Regions from separate parts of the Mus musculus genome. Here regions 1, 2, 3, 4, 5 and 6 are each linked to region 7. The links are chromatin contacts, called in public HiCAR-type, HiChIP or PLAC-seq and promoter capture Hi-C maps. All regions are on one chromosome and are shown on one strand. The core of a region is the stretch at or near the end of the contact, and the rest is flanking DNA. Distances in the headings are between cores, read along the strand shown.

Evidence for each region. Promoter capture Hi-C pulls out the DNA fragments that hold promoters and counts their contacts. HiCAR-type assays count read pairs that join an accessible place to other places. HiChIP or PLAC-seq counts read pairs in DNA pulled down with a chosen protein or histone mark. Capture Hi-C pulls out chosen DNA fragments and counts their contacts.
Region 1: a contact with region 7 is called in a promoter capture Hi-C map of pre-B cells, with 2.4 times the contacts expected there. The contact joins the enhancer-like site here to the promoter of Ergic2 in region 7. A contact is called at or near these places in 4 of 39 promoter capture datasets (embryonic stem cells, hippocampal neurons, pre-B cells and 1 more) and 4 of 115 datasets of contacts at active chromatin or transcription factors (differentiating embryonic stem cells, embryonic stem cells, extraembryonic endoderm stem cells and 1 more).
Region 2: a contact with region 7 is called in a promoter capture Hi-C map of liver, with 2.8 times the contacts expected there. The contact joins the enhancer-like site here to the promoter of Ergic2 in region 7. A contact is called at or near these places in 4 of 39 promoter capture datasets (embryonic stem cells, hippocampal neurons and liver) and 2 of 115 datasets of contacts at active chromatin or transcription factors (embryonic stem cells and large pre-B cells).
Region 3: a contact with region 7 is called in a HiCAR-type map of astrocytes, with 6 times the contacts expected there. The contact joins the promoter of Ints13 here to the promoter of Ergic2 in region 7. A contact is called at or near these places in 4 of 39 promoter capture datasets (hematopoietic stem and progenitor cells, hippocampal neurons, liver and 1 more), 5 of 115 datasets of contacts at active chromatin or transcription factors (astrocytes, embryonic stem cells and extraembryonic endoderm stem cells) and 2 of 9 other capture datasets (embryonic stem cells and liver).
Region 4: a contact with region 7 is called in a promoter capture Hi-C map of liver, with 3 times the contacts expected there. The contact joins the enhancer-like site here to the promoter of Ergic2 in region 7. A contact is called at or near these places in 4 of 39 promoter capture datasets (3T3-L1-derived adipocytes, hippocampal neurons and liver), 3 of 115 datasets of contacts at active chromatin or transcription factors (astrocytes, extraembryonic endoderm stem cells and large pre-B cells) and 1 of 9 other capture datasets (adipose tissue).
Region 5: a promoter capture Hi-C map of liver shows a contact between it and region 7, with 3 times the contacts expected there. The contact joins the promoter of Med21 here to the promoter of Ergic2 in region 7. A contact is called at or near these places in 4 of 39 promoter capture datasets (embryonic stem cells, erythroid cells, hippocampal neurons and 1 more), 4 of 484 Hi-C or Micro-C datasets (B cells, embryonic stem cells and muscle stem cells), 7 of 115 datasets of contacts at active chromatin or transcription factors (astrocytes, differentiating embryonic stem cells, embryonic stem cells and 3 more) and 2 of 9 other capture datasets (adipose tissue and liver).
Region 6: a contact with region 7 is called in an H3K27ac HiChIP or PLAC-seq map of extraembryonic endoderm stem cells, with 8 times the contacts expected there. The contact joins the promoter of Stk38l here to the promoter of Ergic2 in region 7. A contact is called at or near these places in 4 of 39 promoter capture datasets (erythroid cells, hippocampal neurons, neutrophils and 1 more), 7 of 115 datasets of contacts at active chromatin or transcription factors (astrocytes, embryonic stem cells, extraembryonic endoderm stem cells and 3 more) and 1 of 9 other capture datasets (liver).

The regions. Positions count from the first base shown.
Region 1 is chr6:146,674,084-146,677,469 of GRCm38.p6, reverse strand. No RefSeq gene overlaps it. Among named protein-coding and RNA genes, the nearest start is that of 4930479D17Rik, 19 kb to the right of the region's middle. Within about 2 kb of position 2,114, at least 107 of the 459 cell types and tissues checked have an H3K27ac peak or open chromatin away from gene starts, as enhancers often do. A contact at or near this core is called in pre-B cells, where this site is marked.
Region 2 is chr6:146,926,576-146,930,348 of GRCm38.p6, reverse strand. The region is part of intron 1 of Ppfibp1 (PTPRF interacting protein, binding protein 1 (liprin beta 1)); the gene reads right to left. Among named protein-coding and RNA genes, the nearest start is that of 1700034J05Rik, 26 kb to the left of the region's middle. Within about 2 kb of position 1,563, at least 26 of the 459 cell types and tissues checked have an H3K27ac peak or open chromatin away from gene starts, as enhancers often do. A contact at or near this core is called in liver, where this site is marked.
Region 3 is chr6:146,575,847-146,579,751 of GRCm38.p6, reverse strand. It overlaps Ints13 (integrator complex subunit 13), which reads left to right and starts at 1,917. Exons shown (of 18, transcript NM_138757.2): 1 at 1,917-2,451; 2 at 3,292-3,527. The coding sequence starts at 3,303. Fgfr1op2 (FGFR1 oncogene partner 2) reads right to left here and starts at 1,841. Exons shown (of 7, transcript NM_026218.2): 1 at 1,544-1,841.
Region 4 is chr6:146,902,617-146,906,323 of GRCm38.p6, reverse strand. All of the region lies in intron 1 of Ppfibp1 (PTPRF interacting protein, binding protein 1 (liprin beta 1)), which reads right to left. Among named protein-coding and RNA genes, the nearest start is that of Ppfibp1, 16 kb to the right of the region's middle. Within about 2 kb of position 1,468, at least 5 of the 459 cell types and tissues checked have an H3K27ac peak or open chromatin away from gene starts, as enhancers often do. A contact at or near this core is called in liver, where this site is marked.
Region 5 is chr6:146,640,539-146,644,395 of GRCm38.p6, reverse strand. Med21 (mediator complex subunit 21) reads right to left here and starts at 1,817. Exons shown (of 4, transcript NM_025315.3): 1 at 1,744-1,817. The coding sequence starts at 1,785.
Region 6 is chr6:146,722,874-146,726,545 of GRCm38.p6, reverse strand. It overlaps Stk38l (serine/threonine kinase 38 like), which reads right to left and starts at 1,616. Exons shown (of 14, transcript NM_172734.3): 1 at 1,499-1,616.
Region 7 is chr6:148,209,946-148,213,651 of GRCm38.p6, reverse strand. Ergic2 (ERGIC and golgi 2) reads left to right here and starts at 1,278. Exons shown (of 14, transcript NM_026168.4): 1 at 1,278-1,682. It overlaps 4732416N19Rik (RIKEN cDNA 4732416N19 gene), which reads right to left and starts at 1,364. Exons shown (of 2, transcript NR_015615.1): 1 at 1,222-1,364.

The DNA of each region.
Region 1 (3,386 bases), core at 865-3,364, 1.5 Mb after region 7:
TGCTCAGCAGGAACTCTTTATTAGTGGAAAGAAATACACTCTAGTAACTTGGTGCCATCTTGATACTAAAGAGAAAGGCAAAGAAGGGCTCTCCTGGGTCACAGGAGTGACACACAGACTTAAGGAGTCGTGATAGTTCCTTCCATGGTTCAAGAGCTAAGTTAAATCTTTTAAGTCACTGGGCCCTCCTGCAGGAGATGGAGGGAGTAGCTGATGCACAGCTTAACAAAACTGTATGAGCACTCAGCATCCCAGGGCAGCACTGGCCCTCAGGCCGACCCGAGGTGGAAAGCAGGATTACCCCGTCCCCTCCCCGATGCTCAATGCTCGTAGAAGTACTAGACACAGAATCTAGAGTGTCATGTGCTTCACTCACCAACCCAACAAACGTTTATCTATCACCTCCGGTGGGCAGCCGCCAACGTGTTAGTGTTAGAAACTAAAAGCTGCACCAAGGAGGCTGCTGCTCGCTGTAGCTGCACCAAGGAGGCTGCTGCTCACTCTTGAGAATTTCAGTCTCATTCAAACAAGGTGAGATTCTGGGGATGATGCTGGGGTGTAGCTGCTGTTAGTAATAAAGGAATGAACTTTTCTAAATCAATGCTTCAGAACTATCTATACACTTTAGAACTATAGCAATGTGATGACCTGTGACCTTTCCAAACCGACTGATTCCTTCAGCTGGTGAGAAATATCCCAGAACATCATACATGCTGCTGCTCAGTGGTCCACCCCCAGATGTCCCAATTTTGCTTCAATGCCCCTCTCCTCAGCCTCCACGTAAGACCACATGCCAGTATATAACATGCATTCTCTGAAAAGTGGCTGGAAAACTCACGTGCTCAACTCACGGAAGCGATCGTTGTAGCTCCAGCCAGCCACCTCCATGAGCTCTTGGACCTGTGTGCTTGCTTCTGATAGTTTCCCTCCTTTTTAAGCCTTCTGATTGTCCTTGTAAAACTACATATACATCCTCTACTCTTGGGGTAAGCTTCCTTTCCTTTGGGGCGAGCTTCCTCTCCTCTTGGGGCGAGCTTCCTCTCCTCTGGTTCTTTCTGCTCTCTAGCGGAAGTCAAAGTCATTCACTGTTCAGTTTCATCAACCTCCAAATGAAAGTTTGCCGGCTGAATGCATCCACCAAGAACGTATACAGGTAAGTCTAAAACACAGTACCACGAGGGGCTCCCTCTCTGTGTGTGTATTTGTGCGTGCTCATGTATATGTAGGTGCGTGGGGGTACATGTGCACGTGTGTGTTCATGTGTGTAGATGTCAGAGATTGGTCTCAGGTGTCATTCTTCAGTGGCCTCGCATCTTGTTTTTTGAGAGAAGGTGACTCATTTGATCGGGACCAACAAGTTTGGTTAAGCTGAGTAGGCATCGAGCCCAGGATCTTATAAGGAGGTGACAAGTGTGCACAGCCATGGCAGCTGGGGTTTTGAGACAAGGTGTCTTCTCTGTGTAGCTTTGTGACTGCTGGGGACTGAATCAGGTCCTCAAGCTTGCATGGCAAGGACTTCACCCACCGAGCCGTCCCCTCAGTCCCTCTGCATTAAAGAGCACCTTGAGTCTTTGGAGAGGTGAGCACAAGACTGGAAAACCACCATTCGCTTCCAGAACGAAGACACACAAACTGTTTGACCCTTTCTGCTGGTACCCATAACTAGGTTCGGGAGCTATATTGAGAGATAGCATTTTTCTATGAAAACTGTCTGGCCAACCCTGAGCTCTTAGATCAAAGAATGTACTAGAGTCTACTCCATACCTAGCATCTGCATAAGCTTTTGGACATAGATTGCTTCTGATATCCCCTCTTTGCCTTTTAAAATATATGTTGTGAATGGCCTTGTGAATACATGCCAGGGTCTTCCAAGTGCAGAAGGGACAGACCAGTTATGATGATGTACATGAACATAGACGTGCTGGGATTCTAACTGTGTGATACCAAACAGACTAACTAACTACCAGGGCTGTTGGTGAAGTCAGAGCCTAAAACAATTAGGCAGAGCTAAACCAGACCAGCATAACAGACTTCTGAACTGGCACACAGCATAGACGGTGGTTCTCTTTATGTCCAAATATAGATATTGACTCACACAGTCTGGGTTACCATCTGAGGGCAAAATGACATCATCCAAGCAGGCAGAATGACATCATTCTGCCAATGTTTCTTGTCTGTCTGGCTTGGGGAACCAGGCGCTTTCAGTTCCTATTTCTCAGGATTTCCATTAGTTCCTCTGAAACACTCTCCTCCCTGAGAGAGGCTACATCAGCTTCTGCCTATCTTTAAATTTCCTTCATGTTGCAAATATTTTTCCATGTCTGACATGGTCACTGGTTCCCACCCTGTCTGTTCTGCAATTGATCTCAAAGGATGCACTAAGAGTGGTCCCGTGGAAACAGCCCAGTAGGTTTCTGTTTTGTTTTTCCTGGAACTATGTATAGTTGTTGAGCTGTTGACAGGCTCCCTTCCCCACATCTTCCCATGCTTGGCTCACAGTCCTTGAATTCTGTAAGTCTCTTCTTAGGAGCCTTCTCCTCTGTTTTCCTCTAGAAGTCGTCTTCAGTGTTATGTGTAGCTGCATCTCTACCCTCTGCTCTACCCACAAGCCCAGCTGGGCAGCACATCCCTGTTTGCCCACATTTTGCTCACCGTGCCTGTTCCGAGTATGAAGAATTGGCCCCCCGGGTTATGGCATTGTTTAGGCTGTGGAACCTTTAGGGGATAAAGCTGGAGAAAGTGGGTCATGGTAGGCAAGTCTCAAGGTTCTATCATCTGGCCTCACTCTCTCTGCTTCCTGTTCCTCCAGGTTGTGAGGCACCAGTCCCAGCTGCATATGCGTGCCACCAAGCACCTCTTGCCCTCAAAACCCTCCCTTAGGAGAGACTGCACTCTCAAACTGGAAGCCAAAACAACCCCCCCCCCCCGCCTCCCTTAGCTCACCGTTGCCAGGCAGTTTGCCACAGTGTAGCAATGAGCCAGTAGCTAAAACACTAGCCTTCAAGCCAACCTGTTCAGGTCTCCGCCCCACCCGTGGGCCCTCTATTTTCTTGGTTGTTTTCAGGAAAACACGCACGGTATACTGCAAGTCTGTTGAAGGCTTCATTACTTGTTCTTAGCAAGTCCTTCCTACTCCTCTCCCACCAAGGTGCCTTGCTGCCCTTGCTCGTGCCTCTTTATCACTCAGCTCTGCCTTCTACAAAAAATCCTATAAATCAGCTAGGCGTGGTGGCGCACGCCTTTAATCCCAGCACTTGGGAGGCAGAGGCAGGCGGATTTCTGAGTTCGAGGCCAGCCTGGTCTACAAAGTGAGTTCCAGGACAGCCAGGACTACACAGAGAAACCCTGTCTCGAAAAACTCAAAAAAAAAAAAAAAAGAATCCTAT
Region 2 (3,773 bases), core at 314-2,813, 1.3 Mb after region 7:
TCCTCAGATTGTGGTGACCCCCACAACCATAACATTACTTCATTGCCACTTCATAACTGCAATGTTGCCGCTGTTGTAAATCATAATATGAATGCCTGATATGCAGGATCTCTGATTCATGACCCTCAAAGGGGTTGAGACCCACAGATTGAGATCTGCTGGGTTAGACAGCTGTGTAACAATATAAATTTCCCTGTATCTAAGACAGGGCTGGGAGAAGCAAGAAGAAAATCAGCCACAGAAAACTGAATAGTGTGGCCAAGATAGTGTTCAGCAATATCCATGGTTCCAGTGCACTGGAGTAGAGAGTATCTGGAGGGACAATGAGAGAAGAGTCTAGAATGATACTTGACAGCACTGGCAAGCAAGCCAATAAGCTTTGCTAACTCACTGTCTTTGAGGTTTTCCAAGCCAAGGAGTAGCCTGGCCAGAGCTGGGCTTTCCACAAGGTAACAGGGACACATGAGGAACCAGAGAAAGACAAGGAGAAGATATCTCTGGCTAATTTGTAAGTAAAAGCCTTCCAAGAAGATATGGAGAGCAGCAGCGAAGTTTTAGAAGGAAAAATGTCACTCTGAAATTGAACAGGAGCCATTGAGGAGCTGGGTGAGTGAGAGGGAGATGAAGTGAGTCCTGTTCCACAAGGTGGAGTTGGGTGAGGAGTACTAACAGCAAAAGTACAGCAAACAGTGATTAAAAAAAAAAAATCTTTGAGATACAGTATTTGGGACACAGCAGGGTGGACAAGTAAAACCAGATGGTAAATTTATGTTCAAAATCAAAAATTCAAGTCAATGCAGTCTCAGATCCTCAAGACCAAGTCATGAAGGTAACAGCTAAAGCATTAGAGGAGTGAGGAGATCCTGGGGACATGAAGGGAATAAGGAAAAGGTAGGGAGTGGCATCAAGAGGGGAGACATAGACAATAAGAATAGTCAAAGTATGTTATCTTGTCTATAAAAAATACACAATGAAACACACTGGTTTGTTCAATTAATATCTGCAAAATAATGTAAAAAAGCAAAGGCAACAGCTGAGTAGGGTGGTGAACCCCTGTAGTCACAGCACTTCAAGTCAGAGATAGAGGATCAGAGTTCAAAGGAAACCTCAGCTGCACAGATCCTGCACACATGGCTACTTGAGACACTGCCTCAATCAATCAAGAAAGCAATGAATGAAAAGCCCTATAAAGCCAATTAGGCATGAAAGAGAAATGATGAGGCCCTGAGGACCCAGGTAAGCAGCTGGGGCTGGGAAAGAGGAGACGGAATCATTCCCATTCTAACAAGGTAAGATGCTTGTCCAACCAACGGAGACCAACAGCAAAGGTACAGAGAGCACCAAGACCGTTCAGGAGTAAGGGGGCATGTTAAGTGTCTTTATGTAGAGAAAAGAAAGTTGTGGACAAAGGGTTAAACCCCTGAGACAGGATGGTAAACACAGAACACCACAAAGACAAAGAAAGGGTGACAAAGAAAGATGCTGAGGTGGCAAAGGAAAGTGACTGTTTGGTGGCCTACCCAGGATGATTTTAACATGATCAGATTTCACACAGAAAAACAGACGTTTGAGTTTTCCAGATAAAACAGAGAGGGGAGCAACACTAAAGCCAAGTTCCCATGGGGCAAAGGTCAAACACACACACACACACACACACACACACACACACACACACACACACACACACACACACACACACACACTGCACTTACAGTCCCTGCCTCTTGTCTCATTTCTTAGATTTTTTTTTTTTTTAAGTTATCTCAATGCCTTCTGGTGGCATTTGAATATGTGACCCCTGGCCTGGATCTTTTCAATAAATAAAGGAAATGATATCATCCCTAGAGAGTAAGTGGGGATTGCAGAAAGAGACTTAAAAAGGACGGGGAAGAAATCATAACAGCTTCAAAAAGTGGGTAGGAAGTCAACAGATTAAAAAATCAAAAGACTGCTGTCTGTCCCTCTGCCAAAGAGACTACAGTGAATCGTCACTTGGTCCAGCAGTACCCACAGTCTGAAAGCAGAGGTCACAAACAAGACTAAAGAGTCTAGGGTGCTAGTCAGGACCTTGGTGAGGACAGTGGCCATTGCCAATACCTAGAAAGGTTGACAGAACTGGTGACCTGGGAAAAAGAACAGGAGACTCCATGAGGGCAGAGATAAGCACGAAGGAGGGACCTGGAAAGCAGGAAGATTCCCCCTGGAGGCTTTCTGGCAGCAAGTTGCAAATAATATCTGTGCAAAACTACTAGATGACAGACACATCAAAGGCTCCACAGAAGACAAAGTGGAGGCCTCTGAAGAACAGCACAGCAGGGAAAAGCTGATCGTGCAGTCTCCCTTCATTTACCTTCACCTCTTAACATTCAACTTCTCGAAAACAACTACATCCTATTTCTACCTTATTTAAAAGGGGGGAAAACAAGATGAGGCTTGGCAAACTGTGCTGAAATAAGTTCACAGAACTGTACTTGTGAAATGAACCAAATGGGTGTGTTCTGTTCTGCTGCTTTGATGCAGGGATTAGGCCCCTGGCTTTGCCCACTGCACATGTACCACCCCACGGTGCCACACCTACCAGCCCCAAGGGAATGCTTAAGAAGACTGTTCTTAAACTACGCTGCTGATTTACTCTCAAACAGTCATAAAAAGTATATTGGTTCTTCTTATGTGCAGAATGGTGCCTACCTACAACCACCTCCAGCTGAAACCTAAGCTTACCAAGTCAACATTCCAGACCTATCACATGCAGCTAGAATCAGAAGGAACTAACGTTTATTACTGGCTCATCCCAGAAGCCGAACTCTGAGGTCTACATATCCCATAAGCCCACTAATGTCTTTAAAGCTCATGCCCCAAAATGGGAAACTAAACACAGACTTCTCCAAAGTTCTACCAGCTTCCAGAATCTGATATTTGCTTTTTCAACAAGAACGGACTCAGCATCTGTTCTTTTATCTTCAAATTAAACTTTTTAAAACTGAGGCTCGGTCCTTTAAAGAAGGCTCAGTGGGTAAAGGTGCTTAACACCAAGGTAACGATCTGGGTTCAATCCCAGGAACTCACAAGGAGGAAGGAGAACCAACCCCTTCTTCACATATGCACTATGATGACCCATGCACAAGAGTGTGTGCACACTATATTTTTTAAATGTATTAAAAAAAAAACCTCCCAAATTGTGTTTGTGTTTTTAATGAAACTAAAGCAATCTCTTTAACAGTCTTAGAATATAAGTTAACATGAGCCTTTTTTTTTCCCCAGTACTAAAAACTGTGGTATAAACTAAACAGCCCAGCCCAAATCCAAAATACTCTGAAAAAGTCTGAGCAATTGTGATGCTCAGCCCAAAAATCTACACAAATATTCAAAAAATCTGAAGAACTCTGAACTCTGAAGGACATACGATACCAAGCATTTTAACAAGAGTTTCCTCCCAGAACACCCATTTGGAAAGGCTCAGGAAAACAAGAAGTAACTGTGCCCTTGTTTCATGGCCGAGGAGATAATGCATGCCCAGAGCCCAGAATCTGAAAGGTGAAAAGGCAGTTGTAACACTTAAGTCTCCTCATTATGCCCGACCCTCACATACCTGACCCTATCCTTAAACCAACTACCTGTTGAGAGTTTCCAGAGAATAGGAAACCATTGATACAGCACAAATCAATATATTTTACCCAAGGGCAGTACAGCAGTATGTGGCAACATTTTAAATGCATGAAAGCTGTGACCTACAAACACTACTCACAGGAATGCACAAAAATGAACTGTTTACC
Region 3 (3,905 bases), core at 668-3,167, 1.6 Mb after region 7:
AGAGCACATTGAATGAAGACCAATTTATATGCTCCTTAAAATCGTGGCTATGCTGTGTGTGTGTTCAAATTAACAATCCAAAAAAGGACTAACCTAACCCAAACCAGTTATTTCTAACATATGGCCAAGAGTCGGTAAAATTTTTCTTATGCTGAGCACTATCAAAAACATTTGCATCACATAAAATCCTAGTTGTCAAACATGATACTAACATAGAGTCATTTGAATACATAGGGTGTGTGCATGCATGTGCTTTTGATATTATATACAATCTCCAACCACTAACAACAAAAGTACAATTACATAAGTGTTAGGAGTACATGACTGCTCATGTTCAAAGCAGGTAAGTAAAGGCTTTTACCCTAAAAAAAGTTCCTTTAGGTTCTAATATTCTGACTTCTAAGAGACAGAATTTTTATATCAAATTCTTTAGAATGACATTATAAATAAATATATATATGTGCGTGTATGTGTATATATATATATATATATATATTGCTTGCTCTGTGCCAACACTGAGATAGCATTTGTTTTAAACATGAATAAGACATGATTCCAGACTCAAGTTCAAGCTGGCAGGAGAGACAGGTAATTGAACAAATAATACATCCTAATGAATACTGCAAAACTATGTCAAGAGCTATCCGAGTTCATTGTACTGTCAATGTCACCGGAGGGAGTCTAAAAAGAATCATCTATGAATTGGGTTTTGATAGATGATAAGACAGAAGGAAAAGCAAGCATTCTAGCAGACTATATGGACTCACATGGCACAGTGTTTGGAAAGGAATTAGGGGTGGCAATAAGATGACACTGAAAAGGTAAAATATGATGAGATAGGATGGTAAAAAACCCTGATGAATCGATATGCTTAAATTAGAACTTGAAAAAGTTTCAGGCGAATACATGTCACAGTAAGTATGGAAGGCTGAGGCGGGGACACCGGTTTGGGGTGGAGGAAGGGCAACTGTAACAGTCACAGTGAAAGAAGCAAAAAAACCTGGTGCAGTGTGAGTGGAATACAGAACGTAGGCAGTTCTGAGGTCCGTGTTCTGGAAAGGAGGACGGGAAGAAAAGAGAGTCCTCACTCTTGAGGAGCAGACACAGATGCTGGTAGCAATATAAAAAGCATGTGTCTTTCAAAGAAAACCTTAGAATGGGATAAAGAAAGAATGCGTGCAGACCACACACACCAATAAGCATCCTGTCCACACACATCACTCTGAAAGCAGAGAACTGCACTGTTCTTGAAAATGGTGGAATGCACACACTTGGAGCTTCTGAAACATTTGTCTGGAGAAAACCAGTTTTTCAACTTGAAACCGAATTTGGAAGGCCGCTGAGGGACTCAAACGATCCCAGCAGCTCCCTCAGGACCGTGGCTAAGTCCCAGGCGCAAACGCGGTCAAGTGTGCTGAGGTAAACTCAACAGTGACAAGTCCCTCAGGCCACCGCCCACGGAGCTCCCGAGTGGCAGGAAGGGGAACCCGGAAGGGGTGTCCCGCGGCGTGCAGGCCCAGGGTTTTCAGGGAACTTTCCGTACCTCAGTTCCCGGCAGGACCTCAGGGAGAGCACGGAGAGAGGAAGCCCGGCTCAGAGGCTCGCCCACGCGTGTAGTTATTCCACTGCGCTTCAGTCCCCCTGGGGCGACGACCACCCGCGAGGTGGAGTGCCCACGGAGTGGTCTCCGCGCCCTCGCTGCGCCTGCTCAGCGAGCGGACGCACAGTCCTGCTCACACAGCGGCGGGACGTACGGGAAACCCACTCGTCTCGGCCCCATCCCGGGCGGACCAGAACCTCCGCGACCCGCAGCCGCTGAGCGACAAGCCTCGCGAGACTTCCCTCTGCTGGTTCCCGAAGGCCCCACCCCCGGTAAACGGCTGGCCGTTGATTGGAGAACGGGGAGGGGGCGGGGCTTCTCTCCTCGCCCCCCTCTCAAGGTTTTGCTCTGCCGCTCGCACACTCTCGCGTGTTTTCCGAGGGGCTACCGGCCCGGACTGGAGGCGGAGAGGGGAGGTTGGGTGGGTAGGCTCTGCCTGTCCAGAGCCGAGGCTGGCTTGTCCCGGCCGTGGCTTAGTACTTTGTGGGGGGATCTCTCGGGTCGTCCTGACCGTTCTTCCCTACGGTTGATTGGGAACAAATGTTAAAGGCTTTTTTTTTCCCCTCACTTGCTCCGCCCTCTTCCGGTTCGGCCTCTGGTGGCTTCTAAGGAGAAGGGAAGATGGCGGGGCTGTGCGAGAGCGCCGTGCGCACGCGCGAGTCCGAGTGCGCTCTTGTGCTTGCACGCGCATGCGCGCGCCCCTGCGTTTAAGCAGCCGGAGTGTTGGGAGATGAGCCGGGCAGTCAGTCTTCTGCGGGTTGTACCAGACCGACTGTGCGCCGACTCCCCACCCACCCTCGTCCGCCTTCTCTCTCAGCCTCCGTTCATTCACTGCAGGACCAGGCACGAAAGTAAGCGAACCTCGATGCCGAGGTCTTCCCCATCCACTCACCTCGTTCGCCGCCCCCCACCCCCCTTGCAGTCAGGTGTGTGCAGAAGGTTTGCAGACAGGGACTTTGGCGGGGAGGGGCGGTGCGTTCCAGAGCAGCAGGAGGTAATAGCGGGACCCTAAGGTGGTTTGTTACCTTGAACACTTGCTGTTTCCCAGGTGCTTTAGAATGTAGGTTTAAAAAAAAAATTTTTTTTTTTTTGGTCTGTAAAATTTTAGGAGCGAAGCAGGGCAGTGCACCACATGTTCTGTGTTTATAAGAAAAAGTTTTAGAAGTGTTTTCTCTTCGCCAGCATGGGATAGCATCTGCTTGTTGTGGTCTACGTGGTGAATTACTGTAGTGTATTGCAAGTGGAGGGAGAGGATGAGTTTGAAGCCATAGAAAGACGCAATATGCAGTTACCGTAGGAGATGTGTGTCTATTTTGGGTTGTACTTTTGCTGTCAGTCTTTTCCTGTTGATTTCCCTTAGCCCCTAACAAGGATCACCATAAATACATTTGAGGAATTAGATCTGTGATTTGTAGGCATAAGAATCAAATACAATGTGCACAGATGTTTTCTTCTATTTTAAGTGCTTTGTAAAAGAAAAAAAGAAGTATGAACTAACTTCATTTGGTAGATAGACTGCATGGTATGATGTGGCATATTCTTTGAACTGGCACCATTACTTTGGCCTTTTTTGCACAAAATTCTCAGAACTTAGGATCCGTATCAAATCTTGAAAACACACTTAAGTGAGAAATCATTTATGATAAATGTTATGTGTCATCGTTTTGACTAGTTTGTTTATCCTTTTACAGGTTAAAACAAAATGAAGATTTTTTCTGAATCTCATAAAACAGTGTTTGTTGTGGATCACTGCCCATACATGGCAGAATCCTGTAGGCAGCATGTGGAGTTTGATATGCTGGTGAAGAACAGGACCCAAGGCATCATCCCTTTGGCTCCCATCTCCAAATCCTTGTGGACTTGCTCAGTAGAATCTTCCATGGAATATTGTAGAATAATGTATGACATATTTCCTTTCAAAAAGCTGGTGAGTGTTATGAACACAATTGTGATGGGATGATGTACTTAATTAACTGTGTCTATAATTATTATGTGAATTTACTGTAGATTTATAACTGTATAGTTCAAATGTATGTAGAGCTGCCCTTTATGATTAGTGCAGTGTTGGTATTTAGTTGCAGACAGCAGTAATGATGGCGCTGAGCACTTACAAGATCCAGGTGTATCCCAAAGTACTGTATACCTACTGGCCTCTCCAACAGTCCAGTGAAGTATGTACTATCTATACATGTTAGGCCATATATAAAGTATGTTGTAAGCATGGAACAGGCACTGAACTTTGAGAACAATTGGGAATGTTGAGGTTATTTTGTAGCCCTGGCTGTCCTGGATCTCACTTTGTAGA
Region 4 (3,707 bases), core at 219-2,718, 1.3 Mb after region 7:
ACAGAGACTCAGCTAAGGCAAACACTAATGGAAGCTAATCACTCCATTAACTCCATCAGCCAAGCAGCCAATAAAACACAAAACAGCTGGCACGCTCCACTCCTGCATGCACCACCCCTGCCTTGTTTCAAAGGGCTGGAGCCAACATGACTTCAAGTGACTACTAGCACAGAGCTGCCTGCTGGGTTCCTATCTCAAGATCATGAACCACTCTCTCCAGTCCTTCAGGGCCATCAATAAATAGTCAGATCAGTATCAGTCTTATTCTTCCTTTCTCTCCTCATCAATTTCAACTTTCCTCACTGTTACTTCCACTTCTACCTCCGTCCCCAAATATCCACTCTAACTTCCAGTCAAACTGCAAGACTGGAATTTTAGTGAAACAGTTCCAACTGGCCAATGGCACAACATTTTACAATGTTCAAGCCTCAGTCTGCAGCAGTCCCAAGATTTGGCCAATGACCCCTGAGCATTAAACATGTAAGGGAATGTAGAAATCACACCAATTTACATAATCACTGATGCTTACTGTATCTATGTCTTACCTATGGAATGTACATGCCCTAAATTATATTATAATTCTAATTTATGAACTTATATGTATTACATGAGGAAAATTTCCCATATCCTCTCCATTCCTACCAAGATGCAGGAAAGAAGATGAGAAAACCACACAATAGATCCAAGCTCCAAGATCCAAACCAAGGCTGTCAGTCACCAGCTCAGAAGCTCTTTCCTGTAATTATAACTCACTTTCTATTCAAATACTGAGTTAATTCACTGCTGAAGTGTAACCACAAGGCTGAAGATGACTCTTTTAGAGAACACAGGTTCACTTCTCAGCACATACATAACAGCTCACAACTATCAATAACTATGTTTCAGGAGATCCAATGCCCTCTTCTGGCCTTTTTGGACATCAGAATACATGTGATATACAGACATGTATGCAGGCAAAACACCCATACACATAAAATAATAATAAAAAAATTTTTTAATTAAACACAATCATGGCTTCAGGGACTAAAATTAAATAAATAGAGCATAAAGGGGATTCCCAATGAATGTCTTTCTTTAACTCTGCAGAATAAAAAGCATATTGGCTTAGAATTCTGAAAGCATAAACTATTTGGCTTAATTCATTAACATGCAAAGCCTGAACATACACACAATAGAAGTTAAATGACAAGATAACCTCATGTGGAATTCTTCATGCAGAGACTTCCTATTAGTGCCGTTCTCTTAGGTCATAAGGGCTTAGCACCAGCACCAACCAAACCTGACTTCTACACAGCATGATAACTTAAGCTTGATATTCTTTTCTCATGATTCTGTTAATAAAGCATGGAAAAGTAACAACTCTTTAAAGGATGCCAAAACTCTTAGCTATGTGCAAAGGAATGACTGAGCTATCACCCTTCGCAAGAGCTGTGTTTCACGTGAATAAACAGACAAAACACACTTTGCCTTGACTATGAGCACAGTCCTAAGTTCATGATGAACTCAACAAAACAGAAAGACCTGTGAGGAGCAGGTAACTTATCCACAATAGAAAGGGGGAAAAAAAAAAAAGCACTGAACAGGGAAATTTTCTCACATCTAAATAAAATATTTGAAAAAGAAAAGAAAAGAAGAAAAAAGAAAAATTCACTTATCAGATATTCTAAAACTTTTGAACAAAAAAGAAAAGTTGCATTTTTTTTAAATTGAGAACTAAGACATAATCTGCTGAACTCCCACAGAAAATGAGCCACGTATTATGATAGGCATCTCAATTTAATCCAACAATCCTAAAAAGCAAAGTTATTTCATGCTACTGATGAGAAGACAGAGCTCGGGGTGGGTAAGGAACAGAACTGTAATCCTAAAACAAGAGCACCCTTGAATAGAATCCTATTCTATCCAAGGTACAACTGATTCCAAAACCTAAGATATTGGAAGCTGCACACTACCTACTAGTTCCACCAAGGAATTCAGGACCCTGACTACAGTGACAGGGCTGCTCCTAAGTGGAGCCCATCAGCCCTGGAGTCAGAAGCTCTGTTTTAACAACACTTCCATTGAGTGATGGTTTCCTCCCAAATTAATGGAGATGAAGATGGTATTTAACCTCATAACATTGAGGTAAGAAGCAGCTATAAAAGCCGCAGTGAAAGGCCTTACCAAAACAGCCAAGTGTTCCATAATGTTACCTCATCTTCAAGCTTGGGGTGGTACAGCTGATGAGCAACTGAGTGCAGGTCCAGGGCCCAGTTAAGACCACACCTCAGAGCCTGAAGGGGAAAGGGCCCAGGCATCGAGGAAACCTGTCACAGCCCCTGTTTCAGCTACCTTCCCATAGATAAAAAATTGATTGTGGGATAACTCTATACAAATCGAGGCCACAGTTTGTTGAATGGACTCCTGGTCATAGTTAGTTAGCCAATTTGGAATCAGTGGAAGCCTTCAGTAAACTCCCTTCCACCCAGAGGCAAGGGAAATCAGAAACAAAACCAATCATGCAACCCTTGACCCAGTAAGAGCCTCATCTTCTCTTGCCAACTTTCCCTTTTGTATCCCATATGTGTGCATGAAGGTTCTTTATCCCAGGACACAGTGGGGACACAGGCACTTGAGGTCAGTCCTCCACAGGAAACACTAGTCATCTCCTTTGAGATATAACTTTAAACAATGATTACATTAAATGGTCACTTGCAGAGCAATAGGAGTTCACTGTAACATTGACTTAAAAGATTTGTAGATGTGAGGTAGAAAAGAAAACAATAAAAGAAGAATGTGGCTCAGCAGTCAAGAGCATATGTTGCTCTCGCAGGAGCACAGCTCAGGTCCCAGCACCTCACAACCATCTTAACTCCAGTTCCAGGGGATCCAGCATTCCCTTTTTACCCTCCTCAGGCACCACATGTTTGCATGTGCCTAAAAACCACACACATTTATACATAAATAAAATAAAAATTAAGTCATTGAAATAAAAAGTTAGATAAGAAAACTAGGTAAAAATAGGTATAACATATAGAGGGCAAATAATATTTAAAAACATGAGCTAGAGTTGAAAGAGTTAAAAATGCTAATTTACAATAGATAAAATGGGACAATAACATGAAGAGTGTTAAGATACATGAAGCCTGTTGTGGGTTTTCCTGATGCTGTTTGTATTCTGATATTAATTCTGCTTCCTCAAGAGGGGCAGAAGAGGACCAGAGGGGAAGGAGAGAGGACAGAATAAGAGGAGGAGGAAGCCATGATTGAGCAGAACCATGTGGCCAGGAGAAACCACAAGTAGCAAGGGGTCTTATAGCTGGGGAATAAGTTAGTATAGTGTTAGGTCTGCCCAGTCTAGGCTTATATCTTAAATAACTGGATTGAGTGGTTTTTATACAGGGTTTATTGTGGTTAGAAATTCCAGCAACAAAGCCCTTAGTCACATATGCACATCTGATCTCATTAACAGCAAATATATAAAAAAGAAAAGGTATCTTTTTTCCTTTAAAAAGCCCCAAATATGTGGAGCTGGAGAGATGGCTCAGCGGTTAAGAGCACTGACTGCTCTTCCAGAGGTCCTGAGTTCAGTTCCCAGCAACCACATGGTGGCTCACAACCATCTGTAATGGAATCTAATGCCCTCTTCTGGTGTGTCTGAAGATAGCCACAGTGTACTCATATACATAAAATAAAGAAATATGTCTTTTAAAAAGTCTTTGGGGTTT
Region 5 (3,857 bases), core at 568-3,067, 1.6 Mb after region 7:
AAAACCAAAAAAATTTAAATTAAAACAAGAAAGACTTGTAAAATTACAAAAGTATTTTCTTGGGAGAGGTTGGCTGGCAGCCCAGGGAATCTTTGCAAAACAGAATGTACCTTGGTGACTTCATCAACATTTAAGAGATAGCCCCTCAACTTTAAAACTACTTTATTTACACAGAATAGACTAGTCTTCCCACTAGTAGATACACAATTTCAATGTACTCTCAAAAATGATGAATTACCAAGAAGCCTTGTTATAACATTCCTGTTTAAAAAACACTGTCCAGAGAACTAGGTATTTAGATTTTTTTTTTCAGCAGGCATATACTGTGTAGGCTCTTCTACATCAAACTACAACCAGAATGACACTAAGAGATTTTAATTACCAATGGAAAACTGTTGCACTATTTTTGTTGTTGTTGTTTTGGTTTGGTTTTTTTTTTTCGAGACAGGGTTTCTCTGTGTAGCCCTGGCTCTCCTGGAACTCACTCTGTAGACCAGGTGGCCTTGAATTCAGAAATCCGCCTGCCTCTGCCTCCCAAGTGCTGGGATTACAGGAATTAAAGATGTGGGTCACCATTCCAGGCTCAGTATTTAGTTTTCCATTCATGTACAATTAAGCCAGAATAACAGCCAGAGGCGACAAAGTTAGAGAAGCTAGCAGTTTTCAGGAGCTTTTGTTGTAGATTTTGATTACTGGGCTGTTTTTTTTTTTTGTTTTTAACGCCAATCTGGTCTCCACAGTGTGCAGGTCAGCCAGAGCTACACAGTGAGACCATCTCAAAACAAAACAAAAATCCCTCTTGTGTACATTCACTGTTCTGTGGTACTGTGCTGTAAGAGCTTCACTCCACCTATAAGAGCCTCTTAGGGAAGATCGTAAAGCAGACTTAAACAAATGCAAAGAAACGGAGAGGCCAGGATCTGGCCTCTTCTAGACGTTACTCTCCAACCATTGGTGCTGGAGTCGCCAAGAGCGGAGGGAGGAGTGAAGGCCTACAGAAAGCAAGGCAAGCTCACGCCCTGGTCACTCATACACCAACCTACAAACACTCAACACTTTGTTGTGGTCTTTTGTGTTTTGTTTTCTGAGATGGGCTATCAAACTGGAGCTCAGGCTGGCCCGGAGCTCGCTGCAATCCTCCTGTCTCAGCCTCAGAGGTGGAATCACAGGAGAAATCCGTTTGGCAGGTTGAAATTGAAACGCGAGGGAGGGATACACACAAAAGTGCTTAGGCGTGTGCTGCCCCACAAAGGAAGTTCTAGAAGCATCCCTGGAACTTGAGTACTCGCTTCCTGGCTACCTGGCCGCAGACCTTGAGTCTCCTCAGGAGAGGCCGTCGTCGGGTCCCCTCCTTATTAGCGGCCACTCGTTCCCTTCCTCAAGTTCGCACCTCACCAGAGGCCCCGGGTCCCATGGCTCTCAGGAGAGACTGGCAGGTCCCACATCCTCTCAGGAGAGACCCCCGGGTCCCACCTCCCTTAGGAGAGACTGGCGGCTCCGACCTCCCCTCAGGACAGGCCCCCGGGTCCCGCCTCCCCTCAGGACAAGCCGCCCGGCCCGGTCTCCCCTCAGGACAGGCCCGTCTCCTCAGACCCCGCCCTGTGGACTACGTGAGACCCAGGCCTCACGGGGTGCGCCGCCCGCGGCGACCTCAATCTGCGCGCTCCCCGGGGCCTTGCCTCGCCCCTTCCTCCTCTCTCCGCGTCAGGAAAGCAAGGCTGGCGAGCAGAGGAAAGCCCTCACCGAGTTCACAGCGTCCTGCAGCTGAGTGAGTCTATCCGCCATGTTCACCACGCACGCAAGGGTGCGCAAAAGCTGCTAGAGCGCGAGCGATTGGCCAATTTATGACGCCTCCGGACCAATCACAGGCCTTCCTCCTTGAGGGGCGTGGTTAAGGAAGCATGCTGCCGGGGAGGGGCGGGGCCAGCCTGCGGGCCTGCTGACGTCAGGCGGGTGGGATCCAGGGCTGGTGTGGGGGAGGAGGGACGCGTGCAGGCTGAGCTGCTACGGGTTCGCGTTTACGCTGGACCGAGCCTGTGAAGGGAAGGTGCTTCCTCCATTCTGTCTGTTAGCTCTGACGAGGCTATGCCTCACGGTGTAGTCCTGGCTGGCCTGGAATGTGTTTTGTTTGTGAGGGGTTTTGTTTTTGTTCGTTCGTTTCTTTGTTTTGTTTATCTGGAACACTTGTTTTCCTTTGCTTTTACTTTGCAGGTATACCACAAAGCATACTCGCAGCCCGCCATTCACAACATTTAAATTCGAGAAATTAACATTCTCCAGGAAATCAAAATGGCTAGAAAAGGGTGGCTAATTAGTTTGGGGCAGGAGGTGCTTACCCAACTGGAGACTAGATTAGTGCTTTAATTCTGAGTGGGAGTGCCTGGGGGAAATGGAAAGCATTAAACAGCTCTGTGATGAGGAACGGGTGATAAGTAAAGTGAAAAGGAGGAAGAAGAGCATTTGAAGGTAGGAGGTGCAAACTCTGTAGACCAGGCTGGCCTCGAACGCAGAAATCTGCCTGCCTCTGCCTTCCAAGTGCTGGGATTAAAGGTGTGCGCCACCACGCCCGGTCTAGGCAGGTTCGATCTTAAGAAAGATCAGCTTCAGAATGTAAATTTAGAACTGGGGCTTCCTGACAGTTTTCCGTGTGAAGGGTGATAGCAGAAAGGTCATTTCTGTTAGCCTGGGGATATTCTGATGGGAAGTGAGTCCTGAATCTGCAAATACCTGGTTTGTGGAACTCAGACAAACTGTTTATCATAGTTTCCAAGATGATCATTTCTGGAGTTGGAGGTGGGTGGGTATGTGAGCCTGTTTTTTGTTGCTACAACTGAATAGCACAGACAAGCAATTACAAAGAACGTTTACTCCCTACAGTGTTCTGGAGGCTGGGAAGTCCACTATCAAGGTGGACTGTCATCGTGAGAGAGCCTTCTTGGTGAATCCTAACAGAGGAGGACATAACAGATGAGGAGGTTGGGAGGTATCCACCAGAGAAGACTCCTCAGATGTGGTTTAAGCCAACAGATAGTCATGATTAGCCAGCCATCGACTATACTGGGTATTCAGGATCCCAGCCTTCCTCAGGGTGAACTTTCTAGCACAAAATTCGTATCTTGAGTTGACATGACTCAGTTAACAAAAATAGTTGGGTAGAAGTGTAACTACAGAAACCAAAAAGCAAGGTTAGTACATTTACAGACTTTCCCAGAACTATGGACTTTGATATGGACTTTTATTTTCGTTTTGGCAGGTGGTGCTGCCTACATCCTCAGTTTTATGATACTTCATCGTAGAGTAAGTTGTGCTAAAATCCGGGCCTGTTACAAGGCAGGGCAAGAGAGCACACGTCAATCACATTATAGCCCATCAACATGAATGGGCCCTTAAGGGGACCTGAAGATCCCAGTCACTTTCCAAAGGTCTCAAATCCTAGTAACACATGACTTTGGGATTTAAAATTCTAGTAGATGGAATGGCATTTTGAAATCGAGGAAATAATTTTGAGGATCTCAGCTTCTGGGATATTTTTTCCCACTCGTCTATAGGAAGTTCCACTTGTGTTTCACATCTGTCTTCATTTCCACCAACAGTGTACTTTACCACTGTGGTCAAACTGGGAACCTCCACAGGTCTTGCACTTCCTCTTACAAATGAAATTGACAGTTAGGTTTGGTAGCACTTGCCTTTAATCCCGGTACTTGTATCTCTGAGTTTGAGACTAGCCTATTCTATACATCACGTTCCAGGGCAGCCAGAGCTACATAGTGAGACCATGTCTAAAAAAACCCCAAAAATCTGGATGGGTTAGTGCACATCTTGCACACAGACATACACACAGACAAAACTCCCCTATA
Region 6 (3,672 bases), core at 367-2,866, 1.5 Mb after region 7:
CTAATGCTTTATCATTTTGGTTTTTTATCATTTTCCTTTGTTCTTAATGTCCCACTTTTTGAAATTAAAATCTAGTATTTAAAAAGCTGCAGAGTTTGGTTTTTGAGAAAGAACTTAAAGTTGGGTGGGTAGAGAGGAGGAGAGGATCTGGAAGGGCTTGAGGGAGAAGGGACTATGATCAAAATATATTTAAAATTTAAAACTGTTTTAAATAATAAAAACTGCAGAGAACACCTTTTTATTTAGACAGCCTTAGTTTCTATTCTTTGGCTTATTTGTAAGCAAACTCAAGAAAACAAGTGCTGAGACTTCCAGTATTCTATTTAATGTGGTTTTTCTGAGTCTAATTTGTTCATTACTTAACAGCAAGGCCTTTCAAAAGAGCACGGAAACTACACCGAACTATGCTTCTCATTCTAAACACATCCCAACAAATGGGATGCCTAATCGGGCCTCTAACTAGGAGAAAAAACGCTCAGCAGAGCGAAGGCAAATACCAAACTTTTATCCCTTGTACTTCTTCTGAGACCAGGATTTTCCAAATAAAAGTACTTTTATGACCTCGCGCAATATCATAATTTATCGTATATTTAACTAAATTATCTCCCCAAATAGACACAAGAGCAACTAACTCAAATAAAGTGCCTCTTGGCCACGAGGGAAAGAGCATAATAAACTTAATTGTTTTATATATCCTGAGGCGTAAGAGAAAAACCTTTCCATTTAGGCTTGTGCGTGAGACATCAAGACAACTTGATATGCAAATTGCAAGGCTTATTGACTTAAAGTAGGGAGACCTGACCGATTTAAGCCACGACTGCCAAATAAGGGGTAATCACCACCTTAAAACCATTGAACTTTGTTCGCCTGGCTTCTTGGCAGTCGTGTGGCTAATACCAGAGCCAAATCCATAAGTGGCTTCTACCGAAACGCGTCCCAAGTTGCAGAGGAGCCGGAGAGCGCGCCGGCTCTGCACCGAGTGAGTCCCGAGGGGCGGCAGCAGCGCACCTCTACACCAGCCGCTGCTCCAGACCCACCTCGCATCTCTTCACCGCGTTTCTCCAAACTTCGGGACCCAAGAGCGACCCCGCAACAGAGAAAGTAGCATCGGTGACAGGGACGCCGCGGCTCGGGCACAGTTTGCCGTCGCTGTGCACCGGCAACTTTGTGCCGGCGAGCCGTGCCCTCTGCGTCCGGAGGGGACGGGAAGGTGGGCCCGGAGCAGGACGCGCGCGGGGCTGGCGGCTCCGCTCCCGGTACGCAGGCTGCCGCACCCGGCTCGGCGAAGGCCCCGGTGACTGACAGGCGGTGGGGGCGCGGCCCCGCCTGCAGCCCGGGGACGCCGCGCACGGCCGCGGTTCTCCGCTCCGCCAGGGACACCTGGGCTGGGCGCCGCGGGCTGTACCGCGCCAAGCCCCTCACACCTCCCCGCAGCGAGCGCCGCCCTAGCCCCGCGGCCCTGCCCCGCGCCGGCGCCGGTGCCCTCGCCCGCTCTCACCTGCCGGTGTCGCCCGCGCCCGCTCAGCCTCCTCCTCAGTCACCGCAGCCCGCGGCGCGCGTCTCTCGCGCCAGGCCCCGCCTCGTCCCGCCCCGTGAGGCGGTGCCAAAGCGGCCGCGCCAGAATCTCGCGAGACTTGATCTCCTAGATTTTTTTTTTTAAAGGGGTCGCCCCTGACGTCATACGCACCCAGGCGGAAGTGTCCTTCTGGCGTCAGCGCCAGTACCGACCCCCACCTTCGCGGGCGGAAGTGTAGGTTGGTCCAGGAACCTGAGCTCAGTCTAATCACTACTGGGCGTTGTAACGTTCTTGTCTCATGGCCCTCTCCAGTTCTAACTGGTTCTGCCTGACCCTGAGAGAGGCCTGGTGTGATGGAGCTCTCCTCAAGGCAATGCAAAGATGGCTCCATAGAGGAGAGATCACCAATGTAGCAGCTCTGTGACTTCCACGTCTCTATAACTGAACCCGAAAGGCTTAGGAGGATTTAGAATTTAGGAAGACCACAAGAAACTTACCAGCATACATGAAAATTTGCTAAACTTACCTGAAAAATCCCAGAGCAGTTGACAACATAACATACAGCATTAGGCTAGAAAATTGTCGTCGTCATTGTCTCTTCCCTTCGCATCAAAGGTAGGCAGGCAAACTTCAGGACCCGCGGACTAGCCAAACACTATACACTGTGTGTCCTACACACACCTACTCTTAATTTATACATCCAGCACAGTAAGAGATTAACAACCGAACCATAGATTTAAGCAACCTCAACAACATTTACTTTAAAAAAACAAACAAACAAACAAACTTTGACGCCAGGTACAGTGTTTCATGCATGTAATCCCATCACCAAGGAGGCTGAGGCAGAAGCTGCGGCAAGTTTGAGACCAGCCTGGGCTACATAGTGAGTTTGAGCCCAGCTAGAGCTACAGAGTGAGACCCAGTCTTAACAATACAAAAGCAGGCTAAATCTTATCTTTGATGTAGACAGCCAGCTGCTCTTGTGCTTTGGGGCTATTATGAAATAAAATGAGGATTATTGGAACAAGGACCATGCCTCCCAGGGGGCCAGGAGTTTCACATACACAACATTGACACTCCAGAGGAACTGCTAGCGTCCTGGGAGCAACACAGTGAGGGGAGTGAGAGACTTCATTGGCTACTTAGAACGGCATTTTCAGTTTAAAACTGGTGAATCATTTATTTCTGGAATTTTCCACTTCATAATTTTGGAACATGGTTGACTGTGGGTACTGCCAAAGTGAATCTGTGGATAAAGGGAGAAGAGTGTGTGATATTTAGAAAATCACTTTCCCATGGAGAACACAGGGGAGAGTTTTGGGAAAGTGACAAGAGTTTTGCTTTTTAAGATAAAACTGGTCTTTGAGTAAGACAAACCAATATTCCCAATCACTATTAACAAATCCATTCTTGGAGCCGGGTGTGGTGGCGCACGCCTTTGATCCCAGCACTCGGGAGGCAGAGGCAGGTGGATTTCTGAGTTCGAGGCCAGCCTGGTCTACAGAGTGAGTTCCAGGACAGCCAAGGCTATACAGAGAAACCCTGTCTCGAAAAACAAAAAAAAAAAAAAACAAAAAAAAAACAAAACAACAAAAAAAAACAAATCCATTCTTCAAACAGTGGGATTTTATGAAATACCCTTAGCTTTTACACTATTAAAACAATATATGCAAGGGCTAGAGGATGGCCCTCTTCTGCTCTCACAAAAGGCCAGAGTTAGGTTCCCAGCACCCACAGCAGATGGTGCACACCTTAGTAACTCCAGTTCAGGAAATTGGATGCCCCTTTTCAGCTACCAGAGGCACCTACATACATGTACATGTGCACACTTACACAGAGACACATATATACAATGTAAGGGTCCAAAAATCACTGAAGGAAGAGCCCAGACTCAGATAGTATGCAAAAACAAAGAGTGTTTATTCCACAGAAACATCCAGTATGCAAGGGTCAACCATTCTTTGAAATGACGATCCCAGACAAAGGCAGGCAGGCCTTCTTACAGGAAACCAAGGGAACTCTCTAGAAGAATTAGGTAATCTATAATCTCATTGGTGGGTGCTAGGGGGCCACAGGTGATCAGTGGTCTACATTCCAATGTCATGAATGTTCAATCATGTGTGGCCAGTGGTCTGTATCCCTATATCACAATCGTT
Region 7 (3,706 bases), core at 29-2,528:
ATGAAACATAATGGGATGGAGTCTCTAAAAAGCAGACTGTTTCCCATATATTATGCCACCAATAATATGAAAATTAACCTATAAAGTCAGGCAGGTCTTCCTGGCAATGTAGTTCAGTGGTACAGCTTCACTTGTATCAGGCTCCAAATCTGATGCCAAGCACCAGACAAAACAACAAAACGAAGCAAAGAAAGAGAAGCATTAAAGAAAACCAGAGAAGCTAAATGATTGATTCATTGGTTAAGAAGTTTCACTCTTCGGGAAAAATTAACTTTTATGCTTGTTAGCTTTTAAAATTGTTTTTCTAAAAATAGCAGGGTCAAATTATTTAGTTTTGCTATGTTGTGAAACCCAACTCTCAGGGGGATCGTTATTACTCTAAAGGAAACGTGCCCTGGAGACAAAGGATCAGGTGTAACTAAATGAACAACAGTCCTGCCTTTATCCAAGCTACAGCCTATACACTGTAGACCTGGGTATGGAGACGACAGGGAGGAGCTGCCGATAGATTACAAGTGAGGTAAGTTTGCATTTTAGACATGTATCAACACATTATTATGCCCATTTGACAGATGAGGGGATAGAGATACAAAGAAATGCAATATGCTCAAAGTCACGATATTAACAAGTTAGATTGGATATTTAATTTAGGTAATCTTGGCTTGAGGCTGTGTTTATTATCCACGAACCTTAAGTCAAATAGGAATTTATGATTAATTGGAGTAGTCTTGAAAGTCTGGAGATTAAATTGCCACCAGAGTGCATGCATTTGTCCTTGGTTTGAAGGATGAGGGTCTCTTTTCAGTAAAGGAGTATACACACAGTCAATCTGTAGTCAAGATCTCCCAGCCTGTTTCTCTTTGACAGCTCTTAACTACTCTTTACCTCCCTCTTAAAACTCAAACCCTTACCTACTAACCAAGTAAATAGTGGTATTTCTTGGCAATAGTATTGTGAAGATTAGAGAAAACAGTGCTTTCTGTGTAGACATTCGTCATAAGTACGCTTTCCTTAAAACTGTTTTTAAACCACAACGCGTGCCTGTAAAATTTGGTAGCAAATGGGTAGGACGGGAGCTTGAGTGGGTTCCTCTCCAGCATTTCGGAGCCAACTTTTTTTCCAAAGCCCCTCTATTCCGTCCTGTGCTGTGAAGGGCCATGAGCACACACTGTCGGGCTTTCTTGCGTAGCTTACTTTTAGGGAATCCTTAAGCACACTGACCGAATAATCGAAACCGTTCTCCACGCCCGACAAGGGAGGTTTAGGTGTTGTAGACCGGAATAAATGAAGACGCAAAGCCGGAGGCCTCTCAACCACCTGAGCTGCAGTGTGGCCGGCGCCTTAAGGTGGCTGGTGATCACTTCCGGTCTGTAGTGCGGAGCGCCGTTCCAGTCGGTTTGTCTCGGGGTCAGGCGGAAGGTAACTTCCCCTTCCTGGAAAGGGACCGGCCTCCTATTTTCACTTAGTTTCCACGTAGCCACGCCCCTTTCAGGTTGACCGCGCCGCTTGATTAGATCACATACCGTCAACGCGGAAAGTATCGCGAGTTCTCCATTTGCGCTCCCTTCGGACATGGTCAGCCGTGAGAGTTGCTCTTGTTCTCGCGAGATCTTCGTGTGCGCCGGGCTCGGGCGACCCGGGCTTCTGTGAAACATGGCGGTCGGCTGGGACCGTACCACTAGGTAAGACGCTAAAACCCTGCCGGGGCCGTTTCCTTCGGCGGTTACGGGCGGACGGGGACCTGGGCGCGGCTGAGGGGGCTCCCAGGCCTGGCACTGGCCTGTACTCGTCGCGGCTCTGCGGAGCAGCTGGCCGCGGAGCCGCTCCGCTGCCCGGGGGCGTTCCTGCCGAGTGCCGCCGGCGTCCGCGCCCGCGGCCAGGGAGCTTCGGTGATCGGCCGCGCCCTTCGTTGTCTCGTCCAGGCTGTCGTGGACAGCAGCGACCCTGCCAGCACCGTGGTCACTCTCGCCGTAAATTAAAAGCCGGGCCTAGAGAGGGGCCGGGGCGGGCGCAGACGCCGAGGCAGGTGGTGTGTGTGTGTCCCGTTTGTCAGCTGTTGACCCATCCAGGGGATGACGGCTCAGCTCCTGATACGGGACCGCCGTGGGTATCGTAGACGAGATCTCGGAGATCTACGGGCAAACGTGTCATTAACTTTAGGCGTGCAATTCGGTGCCCTAGGCTATAGGCAAGTAACAGCTGTTTCGGTGTTTCGAGATAGGCTTTCGTTCGGAAGCAATTAAAGATAGTTAAATTAGGCATTCTTCATTGGTTTGAAGTTGTAATTCCGAATTTCACTTCTCCAACCTCCAGTGTACGTCCGTACCTAAAGAAACGAGTGTGCTGCTGCCTTGCGGAAGGTCTCTTTGCCTACCTTTCTTATTAGTTAACCTTAAGTTACTATTCCAGCTTGTAGAGGAAGATCCTGAGAAATAGAAATTCCATGCTTTTGTAGTGAGGGTCCTGGGAAGCAGCTTTCTTTCAGATAGTAAACTTGACTGCTTTGCTGAGTATTACACCTGATTTCACTTCGGAGGTACACATTAAAGAAACATGGCAAGTTAGAGGACTTCTGAAAGGAAGTCACTGTAGTCTAGAACATGAACAACAAAGATTTACAAAACAGCATTTATTTTCACCAGGGTTTGCCATTTAAATAATTCATTTTTAAACAGAAGTTGGTTTTAGACTGTGTGTGCTACAAATTCTTTTTAATAGTTTTCCTAGATTTTAATTTGGTGTTTTAATGACAGCTTGTCTTTTGACTTTTGTGCCCTAGTTTCCTCACCAATAAAATGAGAATCTTATAGTAATACTTACCTCAAAAAGCCAGAGAAGTGCTTCAGTAGAGACTGAAGAAGATTTGTTTTTTTCGAGACAGGGTTTCTCTGTATAGCCCTGGCTGTCCTGGAACGTACTTTGTAGACCAGGCTGGCCTCAAACTCAGAAATCCGCCTGCCTCTGCCTCCCAAGTGCTGGGATTGAAGACATGCGCCACCACTGCCCAACTAACACCCCACTTCTATTTTGATTAATAACTGGCAGCCCATATGTCCTACCCTTTTAGATAATAATCTGGAAGGAATTCTGAGAAGTTGAAGACCCTCAGATTTGTCATAACAGCTAGTAAGAAGTCCCCAGCAAGAGAGTTTGCTGATTGGTTTGTGTTTTTCCGGTCACAAAGCTTGTACAGTATATTACTTGCTGTCCCAGGAACTTTTTTTTTTTTAAATCATTAAGAAAGTTATAAGATTAGACCATTTACTGTAAACTGGGAGGCTTAAAATAGTGGAAGGGCCCTGTTTTCTCAGAAGGCCTGGGACATGGTGCTTCTTTGGTGTTCTGGCTTCTGAGCAACCCAGGACAACAGGTCACTCTACTCTCTCTGTATAGCATCTCCCTTGTATATTGGGTCTTCACACAGACTTGAAAGGACATCCATCAGTCTTTAATTTGGGATCGTCCTAATCCACTATGATTTCAACTAAGTACGTTTTCAAAGACTTTTTTTAAAAATATATTTTATAAATAGAAGGTGACTCAAAACATTTGTAATAGAAGATAAATTGTTGTTCTCTAACATCTACATGAGTGCAATGGTACAGGTGCCCCCTCCCCAATAAATTTCATTAAATAAGTTTCATTTCAAAATAAATCCTTTTTGTTTGTTTGTTTGCAGAAGTAATCAAACTCAATTTGAAAAGCA